2 separate regions of the Zea mays genome follow, and region 1 is linked to region 2. A link is a contact called in public Hi-C data. All regions are on one chromosome and are shown on one strand. Each heading gives the region's core, a stretch centred on a gene start, on an enhancer-like site or on the middle of the called end of the contact. The rest is flanking DNA. Distances are from core to core; before and after follow the strand shown.

The links. Hi-C and Micro-C count contacts between places; a contact is called where the count stands out from the background.
Region 1: a contact with region 2 is called in a Hi-C map of tassel, with 2.7 times the contacts expected there. The contact joins the promoter of LOC100501248 here to the promoter of LOC103626108 in region 2. A contact is called at or near these places in 2 of 25 Hi-C or Micro-C datasets (leaf and tassel).

The regions. Positions count from the first base shown.
Region 1 is chr5:24,100,006-24,104,141 of Zm-B73-REFERENCE-NAM-5.0, forward strand. It overlaps LOC100501248, which reads left to right and starts at 1,937. Exons shown (of 1, transcript NM_001196020.2): 1 at 1,937-3,414. The coding sequence starts at 2,025. The coding sequence ends at 2,324. LOC111589459 (small nucleolar RNA snoR77) reads right to left here and starts at 3,614; the gene lies at 3,480-3,614.
Region 2 is chr5:23,751,961-23,755,978 of Zm-B73-REFERENCE-NAM-5.0, forward strand. It overlaps LOC103626108 (CDPK-related kinase 3), which reads left to right and starts at 2,365. Exons shown (of 11, transcript XM_008646484.3): 1 at 2,365-3,222. The coding sequence starts at 2,584.

The sequences.
Region 1 (4,136 bases), core at 687-3,186, 350 kb after region 2:
ACATTTAGGAAAAAAAGCTGCATATACTTTTGAGAATAATAAAGTCCATTACTTCATGTAGGACTTCAATAATATGTAATGTTCTTTTTGGTAATGTGCTCCATGTCACATGCACAAAGTGCGACGTGTAATACTTCGTGTAAATGTCCAAGTATTCTAGGCCTTTCCATAATGTGCTTTAGGATTTACTTCTTGTAAATGTCCAAGTATTCTAGGCCTTCATTCATTTTCTTAAAATTTTTTTTGTTATGTGATACATCTATAGAATGAGGAAAATTACTTCTTGTAATTTCCTATTACACTATAGGGATAAACATAACAAATGTACAATAGTAATATAAATTCATAATTTGGATGCTCAAGAAAAAAATATAATAACATGCTAAATAAATAGTACAATATGCAAATGCATATATAGAAAATAATTCTGATCTCATTTCCTTTATATTGCATAAAAATATTTGTTACCATTTTCAGCATATTCATATATTTCATGAACTTTATCTATATGCCAAAAGTAAAAAAAAAGATAAATCATAGTGAAGCCTGTAGATTTCAGCCCAAAAAGGCCCATTCTAAGTCATTTTAGGGTTTACTAACCCTTCTCCTTTTTCTTTCTTCCTCCGGTCCCCTTTTTCGGTGGAGAGGACAGAGAGGTGGTGGCGGCGGCCTAGCCTGCTCGCTCGCCCTCCCATGGAGCAGCGGCGGCCTAGCCTGCTCGCTCGCCCTCCCATGGAGCAGCGGCGGCCGGGCCTGCCTGCGCACTTTCGCGTGGAGCAACGGCGGCGGCCGGGCTTGCCTGCTCACGCGCGGAGCGTCTGCAGCGGGCCCCCCGCCCGTGCTCGCCTACAGGGCAGCTGCGCGACCCGTGCTCACGCGTCTGCTTGTCGGGTGGTGGGGCGACGGAGGCCGCGCTACGGGGTTGCGAGGCGGCGTCGCCAGCGCGTCCGATCGTCGGAGCAGCATGGCTGGGGCGCCCGCGCTCCTGTTTGTCGAGGTCGCGTGGCGGCGGCGGCATGGCCTGCTCTCGCTCGCTTGCCTGCGCCCAGCGGCAGCTGCTCGGGCTCGCCCGCGGTGGCGGCACGGAGCCTGCGCGCTTGCCAGCGTCCAGCGGCAGCTGCTCGGGCTCGCCCGCGGCGGCGGCAGCGACGTGGCCTTTAGGTCGACTTGGCCCACATCTGCATGCAGATTACAGAACGGTGTCGCGGTAGTTTGGCCTGCTTCCAGCTGCGGTATCGCGGTGGCTGCTTCCTGCTCGCGGCAGCATGTCTTGAGTGCTTGCCTAGAGGCATTGTCGTAGCGGCTGTGGCCGCGTGCTCGAGCAGCACTTGGACGGGTGGCTTGCGACTTGCATATTGGAAACTTGGAGCAAAGAACAAGTAAAAATGCCGGCTGCGCACAGCCATGAGAGGATGAATTTGTGGTCATGGGACTTTAGATTTTTTAACTTTCTCTAGTACCTTTGCGAACTCTAGATTGCAAGAGCAATTGTGCTGATAACGTGTTAAGAACCCTTTGCTACCGAGTGTAGTCTAAAGACTTCTTAACTTATAAACATAGGAGACACAAAGATATATGGGACACTGTTATTCTCATTCATCTATTCTGCTCACTGGTTACAACAAATGGTAGTGTCCTCCTCTATATATAGTGCACAGTTAGGGTTTCGGCTAGATAGGCCACATGGGCCTTCGGGGCCAAACTGGTTTCTTAACAGTATTTACTACGCATCCATCCACAGTTCCACGCACGCCGACGCCGAGCACATGACACCCAAAGCTACGACCACCGGAAAACGGCAAGCTGACTATAACTGTATCGAGGAGGTAGCAGCTCGTGCAGACCAGAGGCCGACAGCAAACCCGTGAAGCCGAGAGTGAAGAAGGGGACAAGTCAGATTTGTCATTTGTCGCACCCCCCGTGACTCCAGGCCAATCTGATCTGCCTCAACGAGATATCTACGCTACGCTGCTATCTAGAGACAGCCGTGACGAGTTCCGGTCGAGCGAGGAGCAACCAACAACATGGCACTCTCGTTTAGGCTGGTCGCCGGCGTTCTTCTGGTCCTGGCATTAGCTCTGCTCTCTTCGAGCGCGGAGGAGAGGAGCGCCGGGCGCGCTGCCACTGTCAGCGCGATGGGCTCAGATCACGATCAGACGTCGGAAGCTCCGGTGCCGCCGTTGAGGCCTCTTGGGTCGAGGAAACCGGTGGCGGCTCCGCCACCGCCGAGGCCGGCACATCCACGGGCGAGTATAAGGCCATTTCCTCCACCTCGTCCGTCACAGCCGCAGCCGCAGCCGCCGCCGCCGCCACCACGCTCGTAGGTGTAGGCTGTGTACGTCTAGGCAGCCGGCAAGCTCTAGTCCTCTAGGTCTACAGACGTGAGAAAATGGTTTGTTGGCGTTGGCATCCCTCCAATTTCCTGTGAACCTGTTGTAGTGTTCCTCAGTTGTGAGTTTTCAACGAACTTTTGAAAGTTCTATGTCTCTGTCGGTTATGGTTCAGGTATTTGGGAGCTTTCAGCCCCAAAAACCATCGGTTGCGTATTTTAATATTTCCTTCTTGGCTGCTCAACATTTCTATGCCTTTCTTTTATCAGATGACCTGGCATTTGTCGGTTGTTTCCAAGATGCTAGTGCTACAAGCTCATGAACTTGCTCACCCGAATCACCAGAGGACCAGAACGCGTTGTATTGAATTTCTGACTGTGCAGTGAAGTGGCTGGAACGCCTCAAAGACCTCATTTTTTTTTGTATCGAACTCCGGATCCGTTGACCTGACCTGCCGTGGCATCCATGTGTTCGTTCAGATCTCAAGGGACCTCCTACCTGAGATTCCACCGACAAAACCCTGGGTCACCTACCTGAGTTTTAGTATAAATTCAGGTAACCAGATCACTCGGAGCAATCGTTCGCAGCCATCAATCACCATGAGACTGGTCAAGCTCCTTGCTGTCTTCGCCATCCTGGCTGTTCTGTTCGCCGTGACATGGCCCGTTGCTGTGCTAGGGAGGCTGGGTAGGGCGCCCCCGACGCCGAAATCTGGCCCCGTCAAGCACCATCGTCCACCACGGCTACAGCGCCCGCCGCCGCCGCCACCACCACCACGGCCGCACCATCGGCATGATGGTCTTCGTCGGCCACTGCCATATCCGGCACCACCACCGTGTCAACACTGATTGCTGCTATCGGATTCGATGATGGCACTCAAAATTTCAGTATTCGACGAGCAATGTAGCTTCCGTGTACTGCATTCATAGTTTCAGCATTCTTGATGCATTTGGTGTTACAAGAAATTAGTTTTTTTTGTACTCCGGGGGAAATACTACCAATGAGATTCATACGAATAACCGCACTGGATTTTCCAAATTGTCTTGATCTCAAAAATAATTTGACGTAATAAGAGACTCATCGGGAAAGAGGGTTGCAAAAGGGGGGTTTAATTGAAGAGCACAAGAAGGATTCAGAGACGAAGAAACAGATGTTCTTGAGAGTTACTAGACTGGCCTCAACGAGGGGAGATCTCCCCACTCAGCCGATCTGAAGAGCACAAGGTTTGTTCTGCGAGCAACGCAACACCTCCATTGCCATTGGAATCGGACAAAGGGGCTGCCTGAATCGTTGATGTTCTCTCCTTCGAGACGAGATTGAACTGATGCAAAAGGGGGACCGGGACGCAGAAAAAAAACGAAACAAAAAAAGAAAACGAGGATCCGGCAGCGAGTGGAATCGAGAGGAAAAATCACACGATCCCCATAGTGGCGACGCCGCGGTGCGGCTGAAGAGATGTTCACCTCGTACTCTCGCGCGGATTGCCTTTATAGGAGGGAGGAGAGGGGAAACCTAACCGGATGTTTCGCCGCAGGGGGGCATGGATCAGTGTAGCCCATTTTGAGCGTCAGGCCGCGCTGGGTTATCTTGTTCGGCCTAGTAAGGGGAGAATGTTTGGGGCAAAATTTGAGCCCATCTCCTAAAATTGCAGCGCAGAAGCGGCCAATAGCAATAATAAAAAAATAGTATAGGGCTGGTGTTTGAATTCCCTAGATATAAGGACATGTACAATCCCATTTAACATAAGGTATGTTGAGTGGTTTTTAGTGGGGTAAGTGAAAAAAATATAATAGACGAGTTCTTCGC
Region 2 (4,018 bases), core at 1,115-3,614:
CAGCGCCACGGAAGAGAGACTTGCGAGAGACGCTACTGCGGCGATCGAGGACCACCAGGCCTGTCCGCAGCCGAGCATGACAGTTTCAAGCGACCATAAATGCGCGGAACCCAAATCACAGCGCGGCATGGGGAATACTACTAAACGAGAACGTAAATTCCTGAAAAGAATATCCGTTGATCGGCCGTGGACGGATATCTAGAAATTAATTAATCGCTGTGGCCTCGCAGATTTGTATTACTGACGAATCAATGTTCTTAGAGATATGCAGGGGATGGGGTATACAGCACATGTATACCCTAGAGAAATACGTCGTAGTACTAGTATTTTGGAGTGGAACTAGAGCCGTTCGACACAAAATGGCACCGTACTCCGCGTAGGACGATGCACCGTACTTTAACGACAAGGCACGATAATGTATAGGAAATCTCTACTATATATAAACAACAGTTTTCACGTAATTAAATGTCTGCCCGCCCCCCTCCACATCTAAATGGTAAAAAACTAAAATTATACACAGATAAAGGATTGGAGCAAACAACCTAGCTCTAAAACTCATACTCACACTCATCTAGACAACAAAACACATATATCTTTTAGTTTATACTCTATATCCAAACTTAAATGAAAATCGTAAAAAAAAGCTAAAATTAAACCAACCTAGGTTACCCCGTTGGCATATCAAGTTTAGACCGGTAACCAAAGCCATGCCAAGTTCATCGTCATCTATCTTCACAAATCCTTTTGTCGTGGGTGGACGCTATGTGTTGGGTTATATGGTTTAGTAGAAACGATATTGGTGTTTGGATCATGTTCACTCAAAACCTATTTACAGGTACTTTACAGAGGGATTTATTGGTGCCGCTTTTCTGGGCACAACTGCAACAACATGAACTGGACAAGGCAATGGTGAATGATGTGTGCCGCACACTGGAGTCGGTGGTCATAGAGATCTTTGCCGGTTTCAGATGGCGGTTCACAAATCTTATCACTGTTTAATTTTTTGCGCTAGTTGTAGTTCTCATACTGCATGATGGTTGTGAGTCAGATTTCTTGTATGTAATAAGAGGTGCGGACCCTCTGTTGAGGTGAAGGTCGTTGATTCTTATTATATATCTAAAAAAAGATCAACACACAACATGCATAGATCCGAATTTGAATTGTGGTTGTTTCTTCCGTCTTTATTTTTACATCATAAACTTCACTAGTAGCTCTTCAGGGGCAACGACAAAATTGGTCCATGCACCGATGTAGACCGCTATACATTGTCAGGTTTAGTTTGAAAGAGATGGTGCCGCGTCCACGATATATAAAAACTCCATGGCCATCACTCTTGCTCCATGGCCATCACTCTTGCTTTTATGATCCAACTGGTTTTCGTGGTAATGCTATGAAGTTGATGCGAATCAATCACCTTAATGTAAAACTGGAAAGCCTATTACTACATACCCATTGGACGAATAATACACATAGAGGTATATTTGTGCGTAACTTCAATTAGTTTAGAGCATGATATAGAACAATATTGAGTTATTCTATGATTCATAAGACAACTATTAGATTCTATAGAGGAGCTACTGTCATCCACCAAAGGATGAATCTAGCTGAAAGTGTCATAAAATTTACCTACATTATCGATGCCACCTATGTTGGCGTATTCCCACGTGCTAGTGGCAGATCTAGGTTTGCTCGTCGTGGCGTTAGCGCATAACGGTCTATCCACAAAAAGGATAATGATTTGTCGGTATCAATCCGACAAAATAAAAGTTTGCTCGTCGTGGCATTAGCACGTAACGGTATGTCCACAAAAGAATAACGATTTGTCGGTATCGATCCGACAAAATACAAGGATGGTGACTTTCTTAAATCAAAATGCAAAGGTAAGTTATTAAAGCACACATTTTGATAAAAATGACAAACAATGGAATACCACCATCTATTACAAGACGAAACAAACAAACATCCACGCCATATATATTGTGCTATTATTAGGATTAAAGCTAGCAGACACTTGGAAATGTAGTCTATTTCTTTCAAATTTCAACGCCCGTAGGAGCGAGCATTTCCATATCTCAACCACGGGTCCACGGCCAAGTTCAAATTTCGACGGGATCGTGCCAAATACTCACCACAGAACACACGAAATGTTCAGGCCCTCGGACACCGCCATGTGGGCCGATTCCACTCAATTGAAAATGGCTCCACGCGTCATGCACTTCGACGGTTCGACGAGCCCCCTCGTCCCTTGTCTCCCGTCACGCGAGCCCCCCCGCACCCCCGGCCGCGCAGCCCACACGCGCAGGCGGCAGGCGCAGTCCGTCACCCTCAACGCGTCCAATGCGGGGTCTGCTGCTGCCGCAATTCATTTTTTCCCTCTTCAGTTCCCGTTTGGTTTCGTCACACCACCCTCCACTGCCTTCCTTCTCGTCGCCCCCTCGTCCACTGCATTAATACTGCCACTCCCCGCCCCCCGTTCCCCTCTCCTCGCACGCTTCCGGAGCTATAAATCTCGGCGCCCCCCGGCTACCGGACCCCGCATTCCCGTGCGCGAGCTCCGGTGATCGCCGGGACCGGCCGGCGGCCATGGGGCAGTGCTACGCGAGGAACGTGCACGGCGTCGACGCCGACGACGGCGGCGTGGGGGCGACCACCATCACGGTCTCGGCGGCGGGAGGGCCGGAGGATGCGGCGTCGGTAGGGGGAGGGGGAGGACGAGGAGGAGGGAGGCGGAGCGCGCGGCCGTCGCCGGCGGGGACGCCGCGCGGGGGCAGGGCCGGGGCCGGGGCGACGCCGGCGCGGTCGTCGGCGGCCGGCAGCCCCTGGGCGCCCGGGCTCCCCGATGGCATCGCGCCGTCGCCGGCGACCTCGGTGTCCACGCCGCGCCGATTCTTCCGCCGCCCGTTCCCGCCGCCGTCCCCGGCCAAGCACATCAAGGCGTCCCTCGCGCGCCGGCTCGGCCACCGGTCGCCGGCCTCCGCGTCGCAGGTGCCCATGCCGCCCGTCGAGGTCCCGATCCAGGAGCACGGGGCGGGAGGCGCCGGGGGTGGCGCTGGGCAGCGGGAGCTTGACAAGAGCTTCGGCTACGACCGCCAGTTCGCCGCCAAGTACGAGCTAGGGAAGGAGGTGGGCCGCGGCCATTTCGGACACACCTGCCTCGTGCGTGCCCGCAAGGGAGACATGAGAGGCCAGGTCCTGGCTGTCAAGGTCATCTCCAAAGCCAAGGTCTTGCTACTCGTGATCTCACACCACTCTTTTACTGAACGCGCGATCTTACCAGTTTCAATGGCCTCGGTTTCTCCAGCGGATCATGAACCAACTATGTGTGTGTTTGGGGGTGTAGAATTGCCGTCCTGTCTTGATCTTTTTAACTCTCGCTTAGTACACCATGGTTTGGTTGTTAGTTTCACAACAATAATCCAGTAACTCTGCATTGCCACTAGCACAGATGTTGCAATCATAAGTTCATCATTTGTTTCTTGGCTGCCTTGCACGGTGATCAGTTTTTTTTTTTTTTTTTTTTTTTTTGCCATGGTATTGGCATTTCCCCGCAGGGTTAGAAGTACATTGTAGAGATCCTGTTTCAGCAATGGCGCATTTAATGCTTTGCCTGTTTATATGATCTGAGTGTTCAGCTGTTCATCCATCTATCCCCTGTTCCTTGCTTTCTTGTTCTTTCTTTAAGCTATTATGGAATAGTAGCTTATGCAGTGTTAGATCAGTAGCTTGGCAGTGACTGAGTTCTTTGTGAGACCTCAGGGAACTCGTCAGTGGAGCTGGACTTCTGCAGCATCTCCATCATATTGTTGTTCACTGCCATGAGTTCTGTAGTCCCTTATGGCCTGTTTGTTTGGGATTATAATCTACTCAGATTATATAATCCAACTTATTTTGAACTAGCACTTAGTTCAAAATAAGTTAGATTATATAATCTAGGAGGATTATAATCCCAAACAAACACCCCCTTAGTCCATTCTGCATCATTTTGTTATATGATCATAAGTAGAAGAAAAGATAGCGA